Linked DNA regions of Ovis aries: region 1 is linked to region 2. The links are chromatin contacts, called in public Hi-C maps. All regions are on one chromosome and are shown on one strand. The core of a region is the stretch at or near the end of the contact, and the rest is flanking DNA. Distances in the headings are between cores, read along the strand shown.

Region 1 (3,944 bases), core at 706-3,205, 53 kb after region 2:
GAAGCTCCAGCGGGAGAAGCAGCCTAATAACCTGAACGACACCATCAAGGAGCTGTTCCAGGTGGTGCCCGGGGACGTGGACCCCCTGCTGGAGAAGGGCTCCGTGGGCTGCCGGCGCTGCGCCGTCGTGGGCAACTCGGGCAACCTGAGGGAGTCCTGGTACGGGCCTCAGATAGACAGTCACGACTTTGTGCTCAGGTGAGTGCGGGCCCTCGCCCCCTGGCCCACCCCGCCGCCCCCACCTGGGCCCCTGGAGCTGCAGCAGGCGTCATGGCTCAGGGTCAGGAGGTCAGGACTCCAGTCGGGGAGTCCAGACTTCCCCAGGGCCTCAGTTTCCCCATGTGCATTGCAGGATGGGGATGAATCAGCAAGGCCTCTCTGAACCCAGAGAGAAGCACCCAGTGGGCAGGAACTCGGCCTGGAGCGGCCTGGCTGGAGGCCTAGACTAACGAGATTCTTGTTTCATCTTTGCAGTCCGTCCCTGCTTGGCCATCCAGGCCATAATGTAACCTATGCTTCTAATGCAAACATAGGTTTCCCTGTCTCCAAGTAAAATGAATGTTCCAGGAAGATGCCAACCTCTCTCCTGGGTTTCTCGTCACCCCAACACCAGGCGCCAGACCCGGGGCACCAGTGCCCAGCATGAGAAACTCAGGCAGCCATCCTCAGACCCCTTCTAGAACTGTCCCCCATGTCTGTGGACTCTGACTTTATGTCTTTAGACCACTCACCTGGCCTCGGGGAGCCTCAGTGTACTGGTGTCCAGTGGGAATGTCTGTGGTGAGGGGGAGAGAGTCAGATTTAGGGTTGACAGGCCCTGAGTTCAAGGCCGCCACTGGGTAGCTCTTATGTTCTGGGATAAATTCTTTATGCTCAGATTAGTTTGGCCATAAAATTAGGACCATAAAATACATATACCAGTTATCGTTAAAGGTCAATGAGGTACATCGCTGCACCGGGACAGAGTCAGCTGTTGGTGGTGGGGATGGTTAGGCTCACCTGAGATCATCCGTGAGAAAAAAGTAGCTAAAGCATCTGACCTATGCCCTCCCTGTGCCCATTCTACAGATGAGGAAGGTGAGACACAGCACAGCCTCTCTGAGCTAAAGCTGACCCTCTAAGTCACCTTTGATGGTGACATGATACCTGTCATCTCTCCCCTCTCCCCCCAGGATGAACAAGGCCCCCACTGCAGGGTTTGAGGCCGACGTCGGGAGGAAGACCACCCACCACCTCGTGTACCCGGAGAGCTTCAGGGAGCTGGCAGAGAACGTCAGCATGGTCCTGGTCCCCTTCAAGACTGTCGATCTGGAGTGGGTAATCAGTGCCACCACCACGGGCACCATCTCCCAGTAAGTCCCCTTGAGGCGTCTGCACGGCGGAGGGGGTCACTGCTCCTCCTTGCTGAGTGAGGGCCTCTGAGCCCCCTGCCGTGGTGGGGGCTCCACCCGCTACAGCCACACTCGTGCTGTCCTGCCTCCCGAGACAGGCTCTCCTAGACAGCAGAGCCCCGCTCCCAGGCTGCCTCCGGCTCTTCCCGTACCCCTCCTCCCATCACCCCGATGCCCCGAGCTCTGGCCTTCCTCCTGCTCATGACTCCCCAGCCACAACACAATAGACCTCTCGGGTTTGCTTCCCCAAAGTGAAAAGTGAAAGTGTTAGTTGCTCAGTCGTGTCCTACTCTCGGCGACCCCGTGGTCTGTAACCCGCCAGGCTCCTCTGTCCAGGGGATTCTCCAGGCAAGAAGACTGGAGTGGGTTGCCCTTGCTTCCCCAATCACCCTGCGAGTCCCCCAGGAGGTGGACCCTGCTGAGCTTTCTCATCTCTGTGCTGCTCCCCTATTATGACAGCACCCCCTCCCCCCGCCTCTCACACTGTCAAAGCGGCTGCTAGGCAGACTGGGTGAGGAGCATGTAGGCTCTGGTGTGAGTCACAGGTCCTGCCTGGACCATCGGCGAGTTAGTTCACATCTGATTTGTTCCGGCCGCTTGGCACGTGTCTCGCTGAGCTCACACTAGTCCTCATGACCTCTGTCCTCCAGGGAGACCTGGAGGCTTGGCCAGGCTCGCACTTGGTCCCATTCCTGCCTAAAAGAAAAGGGGCTTAGTGCCGAGATGGCTGAGAGCCTCCCTATCTGAGGCCTGGTTAGGAAACCCGAGGGATTCGGGGTGCAGGGCAGTGAGGGAAGCTGGCTTGGCCAGAGGAGGGGCTGTATCAGCTAGGGCTCAGCTTGGCCTCCGCAGAAGGGTCTCAAGTTAGCCACGATCGCCCTCTGGTGTCCATAATGGGCTACTGCAGGAGGTGGAGCCCCTTGGTGGAAGAGTGCTTCTCCCCGTGGCCCGCCCGCCTCTCCCCGTGGCCCCCCGCCTCTCCCGGTGGCCCGCCCGCCCCTCCCCGTGGTCCACCTGCATCTCCAGCCCTCTCCTCCCCAGCCGATGCCCAGGCAGCTGACCCTCTCCCCATGCTAAGCACCTGCCTTTTCCTCCTGCAGTACCTACGTTCCTGTCCCCGCCAAGATCAAAGTGAAAAAGAATAAGGTGAGTCAAAGCACAGGTGCCTTGCCCTCTAGCTCAGCCTCGCTTTCAAGGGTCCGCCTGATGACAGAGAGAGCCATCTCCCCACTCTGCCCGCATCTGGCTGCAGAGAGCCCCTGGGCCCCCAGGGTTGGCGGCAGTGGGTGGGCCCCCACTTAGAGAGCAGAGAGAGGAGCCCTGGAAAGTTTCCCTTAAACCTGGACCCTGGACCAGCCCTTGTCACCAGTGCAGATCCTTGGGCTGCCCCAGATCCGCTGAATCAGAAGCTCTGGGTTTTTACAAGCCCCCCAAGGATGCTGACGCTGTTTGAGAGCCACTGCCCTATGGTGTGAGCATCTCAAAGCCAGTCCTCACCTCCTGTCTCTGTATCGCTGTGTTCCCCAGTAGGCCCTGGTGTGGGGTTGGGTAAAATGTGGGCAAAGGGCAAAGGGATGGTGGAAGTGAAGTGTTGCGTGGAGATGAAGAGATAGGTTCAGAGAGGCCAGGCAACTTGCCCAGAGACACACAGCTTGTTCACTGATGCTGTGTGCCGATGTCCTCCCGGGGGTGGCTATGTGACGTTGAGCATGTTACTTATTGTCTCTGAGCCTCGATTTCCCCACCTGTGACACAGGAGAGGGACAGCTGGCATGTGAGGTCATTCTAGGGGCTGAAGGTCATTCAGGCCCATGCCAGGCCAGACAGGTGGCTTGGTGTCTTCCTGCAGGGTGCCAGCAGTGTCCTTGTCCCAGGCCCATGCTGCTCCCTTGGAACCTTCTCCTGCAGCCTCATGTCCTGCTCCTGGCCTCCTTGACTGTTGTTCAGATGCCGCCTTCTCACCCATTCCTTCCTCACCTTTCTCTGCTTTCTTTCTCTCTGTGGTCTCATCCTCTATTCCAGCATCCTCTGTGCATCCGTGATTTAGGTTCAGTTCAGCTCAGTCACTCAGTCGTGTGAGTGTGAGTCCTCTGCGACCCCCATGGACTGTAGCACTCCAGGCTTCCCTGTCCATCACCAACTCCCCAAGCTTGCTCAAACTCATGTCTATTGAGTTGGTGATGCCATCCAACCATCTCATCTTCCGTCATCCCCTTCTCCTCCTGCCTTCAGTCTTTCCCAGCATCCAGGTCTTTTCCAGTGAGTCAGTGCTTTGCATCAGGTGGCCAAAGTATTAGAGCTTCAGCTGATTTCCTCTAGGATGGACTGGTTTGATCTCTTTGCAGTCCAAGGGACTCTCAAGAGTCTTCTCCAACACAGTTCGAGTTCAAAAGCATTAATTCTTCGGCGCTTAGCTTTCTTTATGGTCCAACTCTTATATCTATACGTGACTAATGGAAAAAACATAGCTTTGACTATACGGACCTTTGTTGGCAAAGTAATGTCTCTGTTTTATAAAATGTGGTCTAGGTTTGTCATAGCTTTTATTCCAAG
Region 2 (4,086 bases), core at 486-2,985:
AGTCCTTCCAATGAATATTCAGGGTTGATTTCCTTTAGGATGGACTGGTTGGATCTCCTAGCAGTCCAAGGGACTCAAGAGTCTTCTCCAACACCACAGTTCAAAAGCATCAATTCTTGAACATTCAGCCCTCTTTATAGTCCAACTCTCACATCCATACATGACTCCTGGAAAAAAACATAGCTTTGTCAGCAAAATAACGTCCTTTTAGATGCCAAGCCCACAGACTGAGTTATTCTCCAAAAACAATTTCTATTCTATGCAGACCCGCCCGGCTGATAAGCATTTGGGTGTTCACCAATAACCTTTGTTCCCGAAGGGCATTGAGTTATGCCTTTCCTTCTGTCTCTGACCATTTCCCTTATGGTCTAGGGACCAAGTCCAAATTCCACCAGAGGACAGACAAGGCCACCATGACCTGGTGTTTTGCCAACATCCTCAGCCTTATCACTACCCTCTGGCCTTGTAGTTCTTATTATGATTACAAGATGCACCTCAGCAATGGCCATCAGGGAACTTAGGGAAAACAAAAACCAACAAGGTTTTTGGCTGATGAGTTCTGGAGGTAAATGGCATGCCCAGGGCCACACAGGGAGGTGGGGGGCATGCACAGACCGGGGGTTCTGCCTTTACTGGGGCCAGGGTTGGTGGTGAGGGGTGGGGGCTAGTGTTTTGCAAGGTCACTCCTCATTGGCAAATCTGAAACAAAAGAGAGGGAATTAAAGCAAGCGTAGGTTGGGAAAGCAAGGGCACTCAGAAAGGTCAGTTATCTAGATCACCCAGACTTTCTAGAAAGAGGAACTTCATGGGTGGGGCCACGTGACTCTAGTTGTGTATCTGTGGCAGTGTGTTTACAATATAGATGTCTAAACAATTAAAAGCTTAATGTCAGTCACTTACATTGCTATCAAAAGAGCTAATTGTCAGGCATTTACATCTACCCAGGTAAAATAAAGAATCCGCCTGCCAATGCGGAAGATGCAAGAGATGCAGGTTCAGTCCCTAGGTCGGGAAGGTCCCCTGGAGAATGGAATGGCAACCCACTCCAGTATTCGCGCCTGGAAAATCCCAAAGACGGAAGAGACTGGAGGGCTACAGTCTGTGGGGTCGTAAAGAGTGGGACACGACTGGGCGACTAAACACGGTACACAGTACCACGGCTATAGATACAGATAGAGATACAGATGCTTCCTATGTTCTCATTACCCTAAATAGCATTCATACTAAATGAAGTAGCTTTATTGTCTCCAGGACTTGGAATATGTGATGTTTATCTGCTCTGCCCTCCACCTAGAATGCCCTTTTTTTATCTTCCTGCTTCAATCATCTTCCCTTCAAAACTCAATTCAAGCACCACTTCTGGGAATCTCTCCTCCCTGCGTCCTGTACATTCCCCCAAACATCCCGTGTGTGTGTGGACCCGTGTGTGTGTGGACCCGTGTGTGCGTGTCTGACTTTCATCCTGCTGACTCCACTCATTATGGTGCCTGGCCCGTGTGTGCGTCTGTTTTCCCTGTTGGCCCAGGAGCTCAATGAGGAACAGGAATGTGTGATTCATCCTTCGCAGGGACTTCTTGAGAAGTCAGCTGGGCCAAATGCAGCTCTGCATCTCCAGGGCCAAGCATGAGCAGCTGAAAGCGGGCACGGTTTGTCCACTTGTCTCAGCCACACAGAGTCAGCCCTGGCTGTTGGTTTGATCAACATGATGTCCAGCTCACTGACCTCTCTGCTGAGCTGGACACAGGCCTGCTCCCCCCTGGGGATCATTTCTTTCTCCTTGGACACCCTCTGGGGCTCACTCAGCCTGCCACACTTGCTCCACCTCCTGCTTTTGGAGAACTGGAGATGGGGGAATCCCACGTCTAGAGGCTCTGGCTGTTTAATGTTGGGACTGTCCACCATCTCTGTTGTTCACAGCTCAGCCTGCCTGCCTTCAGAACACCTGCTATTTATAGATGTACATGCTCAGCCTAAATTAAGCAAGCACGCCTTGCCAGGATACCACAGCACACCACAGCCCTTTCAGATTTAGATCATGAGAAAGAGGAAGAAGGACATGGGAGGGACCCAGAGCCAGCCTGTCTGAAATGCACTTGGCCAAAATATCCCATGCACTGTGCAGGGAAGAGGCACACCGCCTTGTGGCTCAATGGCCTTCTCATAAACACTTTGTCACAGGCACTAAAAATATCCCCAGTGCCGGGGATTGGCTGTCAGAAAAGGACAAGGACTGAAGGGAAGGTCTCTGGGACAGGGAGGTGGGTAGATGTTTGGAATTGGTTCCCTGTACTTTGAAATCTCAGCAGGTAGACAGTCACTTAACTGAAACCTCCTTGAGGGCAGGGGCCATCTCCTTCCCCATTGAGCCCCCAGTATCCAGGTCAAGGAGGGGTTACTCGATGAGTGTTTCTGGAGTTGTCCTGGACGGCTGTCACCCTGTACAGCTGTGTAATGACCCGCCAGGTGGCAGTACCACTGACTCAGTCATCTCCATGGCAGCATATTTCTGTATGAAGTATGTTAGTGTATGTCGCCATCATCATCATCACTGTAGACAACACTGCACGGAACATCTAGTGGCTTTAGCATTTTATTTCTTTTGGACTGCGTCCTTGGGCTAAGTTCCCAGGACAGAGATCCTGAGAATGTTTGCTCCTGTCACGTATTATCAGTTGTGACTTTGTCGTGGAAGAAAGGGAGGAAGATAGACCAGGGGACGGGAGCTGGAAAACAATTCCCACTGAACTGGGAGCGGGACCCATGCAAAGGCTGGCGGCGGCAACAGTTAAGAGCTTGTGAGGGCGAGTGGGCCTGCTGCTCTCAACCGGGTCCAGTGTCCCTCCCCCCATGCACACGCACAAATAGACACTGTCACACACGCCTCGGAGAAGGCAATGGCACCCCACTCCAGCACTCTTGCCTGGAAAATCCCATGGACGGAGGAGCCTGGTGGGCCGCAGTCCATGGGGTCGCTAAGAGTCAGACACGACTGAGCGACTTCACTTTCACTTTTCACTTTCATGCATTGGAGAAGGAAATGGCAACCCACTCCTGTGTTCTTTCCTGGAGAATCCCAGGGACGGGGGAGCCTGGTGGGCTGCCGTCTATGGGGTCGCACAGAGTTGGACACGACTGAAGCGACTTAGCAGCAGTAGCAGCACACACTCCTACACATAGGAAGAGGCATGTTGCTGTCACAGCAGCTGGAGGGGAGGGTCTTCTGATGTTCTATAAGTAGGGCCCCGGGATTCTGTGCATCCTGCTACATGGCCAGTCCTGAGCTGGGCAGGAAATGCCAAGATGTGCTCTTCAAAAACCCCGAGGGGCAGTTGGTAGCATAGCAGCTGTTCTTAAACCGTTGGTTTTGAAGGCCTCTTTACAGGGTCTTAAATGTTACTGATGGTCTCAAATAGCTTTTGTGTCTTCTGTCTTTTAAGGAGACATTCTTTACATATTTATTGCTTTATTTAAAATTGGCAATAATAGGTCTATCGCCTGATAATATAAGTGTAATGAAAAACAGCTGCTTTCCCAAATGAAACAGAAATTTAGTGAGAAAAGTAGCATCGTCTTACTAATCTCCATGTCTGGCTCAGAGGAAAGCAGCTGGGCTCTCAGTCTGCTGTCGCCTCGGTCCGTGCTGGAATCCCACGCTGCCTGTCTCTGGGGAACAGAGGCAACAGTCAGTTCCTGAGAGAGTGAGAATGAAAAAGCGAGTGGTGTCTTGCCGTGAAAATGGCTTTGCCCTCATGGACACCCTGGAAGGGGCTCATTGACACCCTGGCGGCCCTGGGACATGATTGACGGAGCACAAGTGCATGGTTAAGAGCTTGGCTTTTCAAGCAGACTGCTGAGAGGGGAGGGGAGGCCACCTCCCAGGGTCGCCTGCACCCAGCTGGGCAACCTTAGGCAGGATAGGTAACTCCTGTGCCTCGCTTCCAGCCTCTATCAAATGGTATAGTAGGACCTACTTCTCAGGATCATTATGAGAATTAAATGATCGAATATGTATAACAGTCAAAGAACAGAGCTAGGTACTTATTAAATGCATGTATCCACATATACAGGTGTGCATACACGCTATAT

The links. Hi-C and Micro-C count contacts between places; a contact is called where the count stands out from the background.
Region 1: a Hi-C map of mesenteric adipose tissue shows a contact between it and region 2, with 2.5 times the contacts expected there. The contact joins two enhancer-like sites. A contact is called at or near these places in 4 of 16 Hi-C or Micro-C datasets (hypothalamus, mesenteric adipose tissue, omental adipose tissue and 1 more).

The regions. Positions count from the first base shown.
Region 1 is chr9:21,038,531-21,042,474 of ARS-UI_Ramb_v3.0, forward strand. ST3GAL1 (ST3 beta-galactoside alpha-2,3-sialyltransferase 1) reads left to right here. Exons shown (of 9, transcript XM_060419995.1): 5 at 2-198; 6 at 1,173-1,352; 7 at 2,492-2,537. Among named protein-coding and RNA genes, the nearest start is that of ST3GAL1, 80 kb to the left of the region's middle. Within about 2 kb of position 1,956, at least 21 of the 54 cell types and tissues checked have an H3K27ac peak or open chromatin away from gene starts, as enhancers often do.
Region 2 is chr9:20,985,351-20,989,436 of ARS-UI_Ramb_v3.0, forward strand. All of the region lies in intron 2 of ST3GAL1 (ST3 beta-galactoside alpha-2,3-sialyltransferase 1), which reads left to right. Among named protein-coding and RNA genes, the nearest start is that of ST3GAL1, 27 kb to the left of the region's middle. Within about 2 kb of position 1,736, at least 25 of the 54 cell types and tissues checked have an H3K27ac peak or open chromatin away from gene starts, as enhancers often do.